Linked DNA regions of Mus musculus: regions 2 and 3 are each linked to region 1. Evidence: chromatin contacts called from public Hi-C and HiChIP or PLAC-seq data. All regions are on one chromosome and are shown on one strand. The core of a region is the stretch at or near the end of the contact, and the rest is flanking DNA. Distances in the headings are between cores, read along the strand shown.

Evidence for each region. A called contact is a pair of places that touch in the nucleus more often than the background predicts. HiChIP or PLAC-seq counts read pairs in DNA pulled down with a chosen protein or histone mark.
Region 2: a contact with region 1 is called in an H3K4me3 HiChIP or PLAC-seq map of the SCID.adh cell line, with 2.3 times the contacts expected there. The contact joins two enhancer-like sites. A contact is called at or near these places in 1 of 39 promoter capture datasets (macrophages), 45 of 484 Hi-C or Micro-C datasets (B cells, the BV-2 cell line, CD4 T cells and 35 more), 7 of 115 datasets of contacts at active chromatin or transcription factors (the SCID.adh cell line, double positive thymocytes, embryonic stem cells and 3 more) and 4 of 9 other capture datasets (adipose tissue, liver, macrophages and 1 more).
Region 3: a Hi-C map of double positive thymocytes shows a contact between it and region 1, with 4 times the contacts expected there. The contact joins two enhancer-like sites. A contact is called at or near these places in 1 of 39 promoter capture datasets (macrophages), 44 of 484 Hi-C or Micro-C datasets (the 63-12 cell line, the Ba/F3 cell line, ECoMG-derived neutrophils and 29 more), 6 of 115 datasets of contacts at active chromatin or transcription factors (the SCID.adh cell line, double positive thymocytes, embryonic stem cells and 3 more) and 3 of 9 other capture datasets (adipose tissue, liver and macrophages).

The regions. Positions count from the first base shown.
Region 1 is chr6:52,917,608-52,920,886 of GRCm38.p6, reverse strand. All of the region lies in intron 1 of Jazf1 (JAZF zinc finger 1), which reads left to right. Among named protein-coding and RNA genes, the nearest start is that of Gm52903, 53 kb to the right of the region's middle. Within about 2 kb of position 1,691, at least 37 of the 459 cell types and tissues checked have an H3K27ac peak or open chromatin away from gene starts, as enhancers often do. A contact at or near this core is called in the SCID.adh cell line and double positive thymocytes, where this site is marked.
Region 2 is chr6:52,758,648-52,761,926 of GRCm38.p6, reverse strand. The region is part of intron 16 of Tax1bp1 (Tax1 (human T cell leukemia virus type I) binding protein 1); the gene reads right to left. Among named protein-coding and RNA genes, the nearest start is that of Gm52904, 39 kb to the left of the region's middle. Within about 2 kb of position 1,601, at least 8 of the 459 cell types and tissues checked have an H3K27ac peak or open chromatin away from gene starts, as enhancers often do. A contact at or near this core is called in the SCID.adh cell line, where this site is marked.
Region 3 is chr6:52,775,071-52,778,349 of GRCm38.p6, reverse strand. Jazf1 (JAZF zinc finger 1) reads left to right here. Exons shown (of 5, transcript NM_173406.3): 4 at 646-815. Among named protein-coding and RNA genes, the nearest start is that of Gm52904, 22 kb to the left of the region's middle. Within about 2 kb of position 1,574, at least 20 of the 459 cell types and tissues checked have an H3K27ac peak or open chromatin away from gene starts, as enhancers often do. A contact at or near this core is called in the SCID.adh cell line and double positive thymocytes, where this site is marked.

The DNA of each region.
Region 1 (3,279 bases), core at 442-2,941:
CAGAGCTGTAGTGCCATGATCTACAGAGCTGTAGTGCCATGATCTACAGACATGTAGTGCCGTGATCTACAGACATGTAGTGCCGTGATTACAGAGCTGTAGTGCCGTGAAATCTCTGCTGTTCTCAGAGATCCACTCAGGAGATCCTCTCAAGTCTGTTTGGCGTTGTGGGGGCCTTGCCTAAGGTGAGCCCCTTGGGGACGGACATCTTTGTGTGAACTGCCTCTGTCTCTGCTTTTACCCTGTATCTACGACTCCTTTGTCATATGTCATCTGCTAAATCATGTTTCTGCAGAAGAGGGGCTTCAGCTCATAGCCTTCAAGTCCTCCTAAGTGTCAGACATAGCTTTGTACTAACCAAGAATTAGGAAGTGTTTTATGAATGGTAAAATATGGAAAGAAACCTTTAGGTTATAATTATTTACAGTATGAATCCTGGTGCCATTTTTTAAAAAATACTAGAGAAGACTAGAAAGAAGTGTACAGCAAAGTGCACAGACTGAACTTTTGGACCGTTCATTGTAGGGTCCTTGTTTCTCATAGTTTTCTAGATTTCCTACTTTTTAAGTAGATATTTTTTAAGCAGCAAAATAAGTGTAACAGTTTAAAACCAAAAACAACAATAAACCAGTGTGTTGGTGGCAGCCGATTTGCGGTTTGAGACCACGGGCTGTGGGAGCTCAGGGGTTGCTGGATGAGCCCAGCGCTCCATGTGCTCTCCAGGCATTCCCGTGTCCACTGTACACATGCTCCTAAGGTCATCCGAGGCAGTGGCCTTCCCTGTCTCTGCACTGCCCCCGCTCTCTAACTAATAGCTACCATCACTACCATGTCTGTGTTCGTCGTATGTTCTGACTCTCCAACAACTTCATTCATTCCTCACAACCACAATAGAAGCCCTGGTTTCAAAGGAGGAAGGGTTTGAAGATTCTCAGATGGTTATGGCATATAAATCAAATCCTGTCTTGTCTGACTCCAGAGGTAGGTAGCTTTGCCCTCACAGGCCTCAAACTGTTGTACTAAAGACCAACTGCCATCCACTACATTGGAGCCTTTCTGGGTCCCCTCTCAAGTCAGCTGCCCTCTAGTTCTTTGCTTTGTGATGCTGGGGCCGTTCGTTCCTGTTGGCATGAGCCATCCAGAGTCCACCAGGATCCCACGAGTGCTTCGAGTACAGCCAGTGCTCAGCATCATATGGGATCCTGCAGGACGGTGATTGCTGGCCCGCTTCCATCACTGTGGAGCCCCAGGGTATGGTTGTATAAAGAAATTTAATTTTGAAATTCCAAAGACTCATGTTAGGTTTTTCTTTATTTCCTCCTTACTGCTCTTAGAATTCATGAGGGGGCAGGGTTGACTGGTACTCGGGGGCCCCAGGTGCAGTTTTAAAACAACCAACAAGCTTTAGTAACTCCTGCCCAAGTCTCAGGTGCCAGGTAAGTGTTCAGCGGAGAGCTGCAACTGCTTGAAAACTGTCACTAAGAGTCCTCTGTTGGAACGAGTGTCACCAGCAAGCTGTGACCAGATTCTCTTGATTCTTATCTCCTGGTGGGAAACAGTGAACTTGTGGTTAAGAAAACGTTTGTGTTTCCATGCCTTAAAGTTAAAAAGTAGTTATACATGCATGTCAATGTCATGAAGCCTGTGGCCACAAGGTGTCACTATGGCACCAGTCTGGATGTCAGAATTAAAAGTGTGCCTCTGGTTCTAACTCCTGAGAAGCCCAGTTATTGGCTCTCCTGCCAGGGCCTTGCACACTACAGCATTAGCTATGTGCCACGTGTCCCTGCACACTTGTCATGTAGCTCCACAGCAAGCTTTTCCTACACTCTCCAAATTAAACTACTTTCCTAGTTCTTACTTATACCACACATAACCCTGAGTCCTCCTATGTCAATTCTATATCAACATATGTATTCAAGTTTTCACAAAATTATATGAATTATAGCATAGTTTAATCTCTTCCCAAAAAAGGTTTTGATGGGATGGGAGAAAATGATATCTGCTAACAATTACTAGCCTTGCCCCATCCACAGTGTGCCCTCCTCCTCTTCCTTTTTTTCTAGCTTAACCCATAGGAAAAGAAACCTGAAACATACTCGCCAAGCAAAGGTGGGCATGGCACCTGAGGGAAAGACTATGTACTTGCAGAGGCTTCATGGGCAGCATCCAGAAGGTCATTTCCTCTCGAAGTGTTAGGCAGATTAGAACAGCTCTTTACTGTGGAAGGATGAACCCACCGTCAGCCTCCTTCCCACAGTCAACTAACAAAGTAGCAGCAGAGCCTGGATTTGGACTTGAGTCTGTTTTTCCAAAAAGCTGGTGGGGAAAGAAGCCATGTCATTGTTGTTCAGATGTCCATATCAGAAAACAAACCACGGGAGCCTTAAGACTCCATCCCAGAGCTGGGCTCACACCTATAATTGCAGCACTCAGGCAGACTGCTGCAAACTCAGGCCCAACCTGGTGTACATGATGAGTTCTAGATCAACCTTCACTATAAAGTAAGACCATGCTTCAGACAGACACACACAAATCCAATCAAGCATTTGCTCAAACGTTTGTTGAACAAGAGTTCTGGCTATAGCACAGGGACCACATTACGAATGTTACACCAACTTATTCATTCTCTTCCCATGAGAGACTAAAGTCCATGGTGCATTGCGGGTGCGGGGGTAGGACATTGACATACAAGTTAATGAGGGCGGTGGGAGGGTTGGCTGGGGGGACTGCCCACACAGGGGAAGGCTCTATGCAAGCTCTAGCTGCAGCTCTCCTAGAGCTAGCTGTTCCTTAGATCAACCTGAAATCTATTGAGTGGGTGTTGCTAAGGTAACCCCTCCCCTGATTTTCTGTGATTAGGATATGAAACGTGAGGACAGGATATAATCCAAGCCCACAGAAGTGGCCACCCTCATGCCCGGGGGGTACAGCAGTGGCAAGAGTGTGTATTCTTTTCTTTAGATGGCTTGACCAAGAGGACAGGTAAAAGCAAGACGGATGGTAGATCTTGGTTTGTGTGATCCTTTTAGGATTTCCAGTGTCTGGTGTAGAGGCAGAGAGCACATGGAAGCTTCTGGAAAGATTCAGGAGGGAGCCTAGCAGAGGCTTCTGGAATATAACTTTTAAAGTAGTGTGTCTGTGTGAGGAACTTGGCGGGCATCTGTAGAGGAGCCACAAGGATGACTGGACATGTGAAAACAAGACAGGGAAGGAGAGGTTAGGGAAACATTACATAAGCTGGAGCCTGCCAAGGGAACGCGGGCACGCCTCTTTGAG
Region 2 (3,279 bases), core at 352-2,851, 160 kb after region 1:
CAGACATACATGTAGGCAAATACTCATATACAAAAAATAAAAATAAATCTAAGTATGTATATACACGATTCAGATGATGGAGTATTATCCAGCAATGAAGGAAGCAAGCACATTTCCATGCTAAACATAAATGCATGCTAAAAAAGTGATAACTTTTTGAAAATCTGCTGGGGAAGCCCATAGACCTCGTACGATACGGTGTGATTTAGGGAGCTGAATGATGAGAATAGGCAGTGCAAAAGGAAGCAGATGGAGATTTTCTGGGGTAAAGGAATAGAAGGGAGGGGGTAAGGTAAAGAACAAGAGTTTCTTTCCTTTGTAGTGGCAAAAAAATGTTTCCACACTGACTCCGTGATAACTACACTAGTCTGACTGCTGAGCACGCCCTTCATCCTTTCCAGGGGGACCTGTATTCCAATAGCTACTGCCCAGCACTACCATGCTAAGGTAACCTAACCTTTAAACGGCAGAGGAGGCTAAAACAAAAGTAAAACCAGAAAGGAAGAGAAATCTATTTCTGTCTAATCAAGAGAAACAACGATCCAGAGAGGAATCTTCCACTGTACTTTTCTGGCTACTCAGTAAAAATTAATTGAATACTTTGTATATCATTTTTTGTAAACACACTAGAACAAGTACTTTTAACCTGATGGCCAATTTAAAATGAAGCCACAAGCCGTACGTACATTAGGACAAACAGGGAACAGCCCTGATTCTTTCAAAGTGTGATTTTCAATAATTCTAGAGTCACAAGACTCATTGAGAACCACACTTCTTACAAGAAATGCTAAGATTGTGACAGAAAAATGTAAACCAACAAAATGATCTTCAGTGAGGTGGGGGTGGGGGGGTCATTATTAAAGACTCATTTCAGAATTTCAGAAAGCTGCAATAAAACACCTTAATAGAAATAAGAATGAAGAAAAAAAAATGCATGAAAGTAGGAAGGAGCTGTGTACTGAGGGAGGGAAATATCTAGTCTTAAACTCAGGATCGCTGCACCTGAAACAACGACTGCCACATATCCACTGATTCTCAGGGAGCTGGAGGCAGGAAAGCCTCCACTTCTGCAATTCTCGAGGCCGTACCACTGCTTATATACAAACCACACTTAATGAGTAGTAAAGTAAAGATCATGGTTCTAAAAACTGAAATTTACCACTGAAATTCATATGGGTTCTATTGGACTTTAATCCTGTGTTTGTCAGGCAGCACTGAAAACCCAATTCAACCCCTGCTCCGTCCGTTTCAGCTCTGGACAGTGCTAACTCTTCCAGGCCACCCTAACTCTGAGAAGCTGAGTCCCTGGCCCTGCCGAAATGCAAAGCAAGTGCTATAGAAAAGCTAACGTGAAGTAAGCAATTAGCTTGTCAAATGTGATTCCAAAGCTCAAAAAGCTGTACAGTGGCCAATGATCACACACATCCCGATGGTGACTATGGTTATTTAAAAATAAACACAAAGTCTTAATTCAGACATGCTATTTCTAAAGGTAACTAAATATATTAGTATGTGAGGAAAATGTTCAGGGTGCTATGAGAAGTACAGAACTCTGATGTAGCCACAGCTGAGAGACAGTTAAAACCACAGCTTTCACACATGACCTGAAGAGGTTCTGATCCTATGTCTACTTTACCAGTGGTGTGATTAGGCCTAACTAGTTAACCTGTTCCTCAGCTTCTTCCACTAGCAACTAGCAAAGCTGACAATCCGCCTCTATAACACTACCATGGTAAATAAGTGACCTATCATGTATATAAGGCTCAGCAGGCAAAGAGCTAGAGAAACACTTACTCCCTGTAATATCATTACAATTATTAGGTATACGAGACTTATGAAGGGATCTGAAAGCCACCAGTTTCTAGTACAAGAGAGGAAGTGGCAGCTGGAGGTTGCAGCATAGGCTAAAAGAGTAGGACAGCTCAACTCTTACTCCAAGGTGCCCATTAGGGCACTGTGACCACGAACCACTCTCACAGCAAAATCTACTACTTTCCTATTCTTACTAAAACTACATAGTAAAACTCATCATTTGCAAATGATGTAAATAAAAAGTACGGAAAATTTTTCTGTTTATAAACTACAGCTACTCCAGGCACACATAGTAAGAACCCTTCTCTCTCATTAGCCAATCTAAGCATCTCAGCAAATGAGCCCAAGACGCTAACACTGTTTCTCATGGGTTTGCAGGAGGGCAAAGCACACAGACCAGAAAGAACACGCTGCTAATTAAGCTGAAGCAGATGACTGTGGAAAGGAAAGGCTTGTCACATGTAACATCTATGCCAAGAGTGATCAGATTAGATATGCAAGGTGGAAAGGAAAATTGTAGAAAAAGCAGTAAGATAATACTAGAGACCTTAAACAGACTACAAAAGTTCTGACAGTTTTCCTAATTATTCCCAATAATGGACACGGGAGGCCAAAAGGCAGGAGGGAGAAATACATTTTTCTCCATTATGAGTGTTGAACACTAGGTCTAAAATCATGCCTGTCTGAACACTGATCAGTTTCTGCAAAGGTTAATAGCAATTAAATGCAGCAAACTATATTAAATGAGAAACGGGTCATGATACCACTGTACTTGCAAAGAGCACGATAAACCATTTCCTTGAAATTTATCTCAGTGCACAAAATATCTAAGAACTGTTATGCAAAAGGGAGTTCCCACCCCACAAAAGAACTGTTCTAAGAAATTTTATTCATTAATTAAATGGGGGGAAATCTCTTAAAAATAATCTTTTAGTCAAACACGGTAACCTATGCCTTCAATCTCAGCACTGGGAGGAACAAGCAGGTGGATTTCTAGGAGTAGGAGAACACCCTGGTCTATATACTGAGTTCCAGGACAGCCAATGGTATGCAGAAAGACCCTATCCCAAAACCAAAATAATAATAATAATCTTACACCATATAAGCTAATTTAATTATCATTTTTATGTTGCTACTAGAAAAAAATCATATAAATATTAACAATGTCTAAAGGGGATTTTCTCAAAAAAAGAAAAAGAAAACTAGTATATGATAAAGATAATAAATTTTACCTTAAAATTTACAGGATATAAATATAAAACTGAAATGGCAGTATTCTGCTTTGCATAGTATCTTTGCATCTTCATACTTTGTTTCTTCCAGGCCAGCAGACCACAATCAAAGGATTGTAGGTAGTTATTTAGAAAGTCATAATTAGGGTTACACTGATAATTGATACATTCCAATCATCTCTGAACTTAATCTTTAGTATATAAAGCCTAAAGTGTTAAGTCTGAAAAAAATACT
Region 3 (3,279 bases), core at 325-2,824, 140 kb after region 1:
TATAAAGGATTCATCTTCCACTCTGAGTAGTCATTCCACGAGTCAGGCCTGTTGGGAAGTGTGTGGCTGGAAGGCAGATGAGATAGGTGGGTGGGAAACGAGTGTTTTCTCTCCAGGAAGCCAGACCTGCACCTCAGAGCTCTGGACATTCCCTGCTTCCTGGCTTGGGGTAGCCTGCCTGCAGTTCCACAGTAGCCTCTGTAAGCTAAAGATCCAACGTCTGGCCCCTCCTAAAAATCTGCTTGAAGCAGTTTGTGTTTTCTAGACTAGGAGAGCAGGAAACCAAGGGACAGAGTTTTCCCCATCACCGTGTCCAGTCTAGCTTGTATGTGTATTAAGAGGGCTCTGTCATTGTTGTCTATTTGTGCTTGGACCCCTGGAGCCTTCCTGGTCGCTTTGCAGCCATGGGCAGTCCTAACTATAATCTTATCCCAGAACGAAATCCTTGCTTCACTAGTTCCTAGCTGTGGATTGCTGGCAAGCTTCTAACCTGGTCTTTTCCTCCCTAGGAGTAACAGCAGGCCATCTGGGTCTAGCATGCCCTCTGCTTGTGCACCAATGGCTGCCACTATTGCTAAGCCTTCAGCCGGCCTGTTGGGAGGGGGCAGCTTTTGACAGTCTTTGTACATCTCTTCTGCTCCACAGGCAGCGAGTATGATGAGGAAGAGGTGGACTATGAGGAGTCAGACAGTGATGAGTCCTGGACCACAGAGAGCGCCATCAGCTCTGAAGCAATCCTCAGCTCCATGTGCATGAATGGAGGGGAAGAGAAGCCTTTCGCCTGCCCAGTTCCAGGGTGTAAAAAGAGATACAAGGTAAAGGAAAGGTCTCTTCACTCAGTGTAACTGCTTGGCAAAGAAGCACTGTAAAATAGCTGCCCTTTGCAATTCTAAAGAGAGCTGCCTGTGTGCCAGGGATAGACACTCATCGCCCATGTTCATGAGAGCGAGAGCCTCAGGGACATGTACCCAGTGCCGTCCGGTGAGCACTGGCTGGGGTTCTGGGTGATTGGCAGCCTTTCTCTTTCTCTGACTTGCGTGGGAGACTAAAGTCAAAGAGCTCTGTGGTAATCGGCCTCTGGTTTTGATGCCTGTCAGAATATCCAGTGAAGGGGCTGGAGCATCCGTGGTAGAGATGGTGATTAGCATGCAGGAGAGACTCCGATCCATCCAACACCATAGAAACAGAGCAAGGGCTGTGTCAACCTACTTATTTGCAAAACACTTTTTTTCAGTGCATAGATTTCCAGGTGGCTGGGCCTGTAAAAGCCTCAGCTGGGTTTACAGAGCCTTCTGGAAAACAGGGTTGGGTGTTTACCTTCCAGCTGGGCAGTTCTTGCCCTCTCCCGCCTCCCCATAAAAGACCAGGAAAAGAAAATGCTTTGATTTCTCCCTCTTGCCAGCATCTCCTCTGTCCACCTGCTGTGTCTAACAGTCCTAACACTAGGTGACTTGGGTAGCTGGTGGTACTAACTTTTCTACTGAGAAAACTGCTAAGGACAAAACAATAAAAGAAGCGCCAAGGAGAAGTGTGTGCAGGAAGTCCCCACAGGTGTTAGCAGCTCTTTAAAATCAACTGTGTAGAAATGAAAAACTCCGGAGCATGGCTGGTGGACACGAGGGCACCAGCTTACCGTCTGTGCAGACCGCCTAGGTTTTAAAGGCTTGAAAGTTGGTAGCATGCGCGCATCTCACGCTGTTCCTTAAATATGTGTCTCTGAACAACTGTTAGTATTTTAATCTTTCTATTAGAAAAGCAGAAACCCCAACAACTTCACAAAGGCGAGGGCGTCACTCTGCTGCTGCGCCAGGACTGGTAGACCAGATGGCCTTTGTTAAACAAACATGCAAACCCTAGGACAGAGGTGTGAGTCTTATCAACTCTACAAGGGCTGCCCAGTCCAGGTCAGCACACATCACAGAACACACGCGTACAGCTTCCATATCCAAGCTTAGAGGCACAGAGAAGAGGAGCCTCTAACGGTAACATCACAGTAAGCCAAAGGGCAAGATAGACCAGAACACCCCCGAGGGCAGCTCTCACTGCAGAAGGTTTTCCTCCTGTTTCAGTGTCACAGTAACAGCTGGACAGGGTATGTCACCGGTGTTCTGCCTGTGGTGGACCCATTCTCTCCACATCAGCTGCTCTTCAAACTGTGGCCGCCTCTCCAGTGCCTGCGGTGTGATCAGAGCCTTGTACAACAGCCGTACTGAAGAGGGATCTAAGGACTCGAATCGAGGGGGGCCTCAGAAAGAGGAGGAGAAAACACAAACTCCACCCTTCACTCTGGGCCAGAAGGGTGGAGCATTCTTCCCCTCCCTTAATTGTTGAAGAGTCTCTAGCAACCTCTTCCTCTATCGAAGCCTGGGTTCACATGGGCTTTGAATGCTCTCTCCTGTTAAGGCCAAGAGCAAACTTAGTGACCCTGTGCTGCAGGAACTGAGTAGCGGATGGCTCTAGTGGCTGTGAGGGAACTGTGTCCCTTACTGATTCAGAATGCCAGGTGACATAGCACAGAGACACCCCTAGCCACTCCTCCCAGCAAGATGCTGAGCTGCCCTGTGGCTGTAGAGCAGCAGAGCTGTCCTGAGAGAATTCACTCACCTTCACTGTGCATAGGCCCCTGACATGGTGGATAACCTCAGAACCAAGAAAAGGGTAGTACCTAGAGAAGGGGGTACCAGGCTCTCTGCACCCCAGACACCCTGGCCTGTCATGGCAGGATGTTTTGTTGGCGGTGGCAGCTGTGTGGGCAGTGGCTTTGGTGGTGTCTGTCCAAATCCCTCCTGTGTGCTTCCTGCCTCCCTGACGCCTCCCTCCCCTCTGGGCAGCTTCCACTCTTCTGCTTTGGAGGGAGCTCAAGAGCAGAGCCCCACCCCCTACCCCAGCTCACTGCAGCCTCTTCCATGGAAAACTTTCCATGGAAAAAAAGCAAGTCTAAGTGCTCAGTGTTCCCCTGTGATGAGTCGCTCTTCACAGGTGTCTCTGCTGAGACCACAGCAGACAGACAGACCAGCATGGGCTCCACTCCACTCCACTTCTTGGGGTATTCCCACAAGAGGCGGGGGGCTCCCAGATGGATCCAGTTTCCTTTGAAGCCCTCATGGAGTGACAGGAGGTCTGCAGTTAACTCAGGAGCCTTCAGTGTGCTCCTTCAACCCGTGTTCCACTTGAAATGTGTCCTGGGCTTAGATGGTGGCTCTTTGCCTGGCCTTGCCTAGTGTGTGCAGTGGGCCTGGGTGCTGTCCGGAGCTCCACAAGAACTCTTTCCTAACGTCT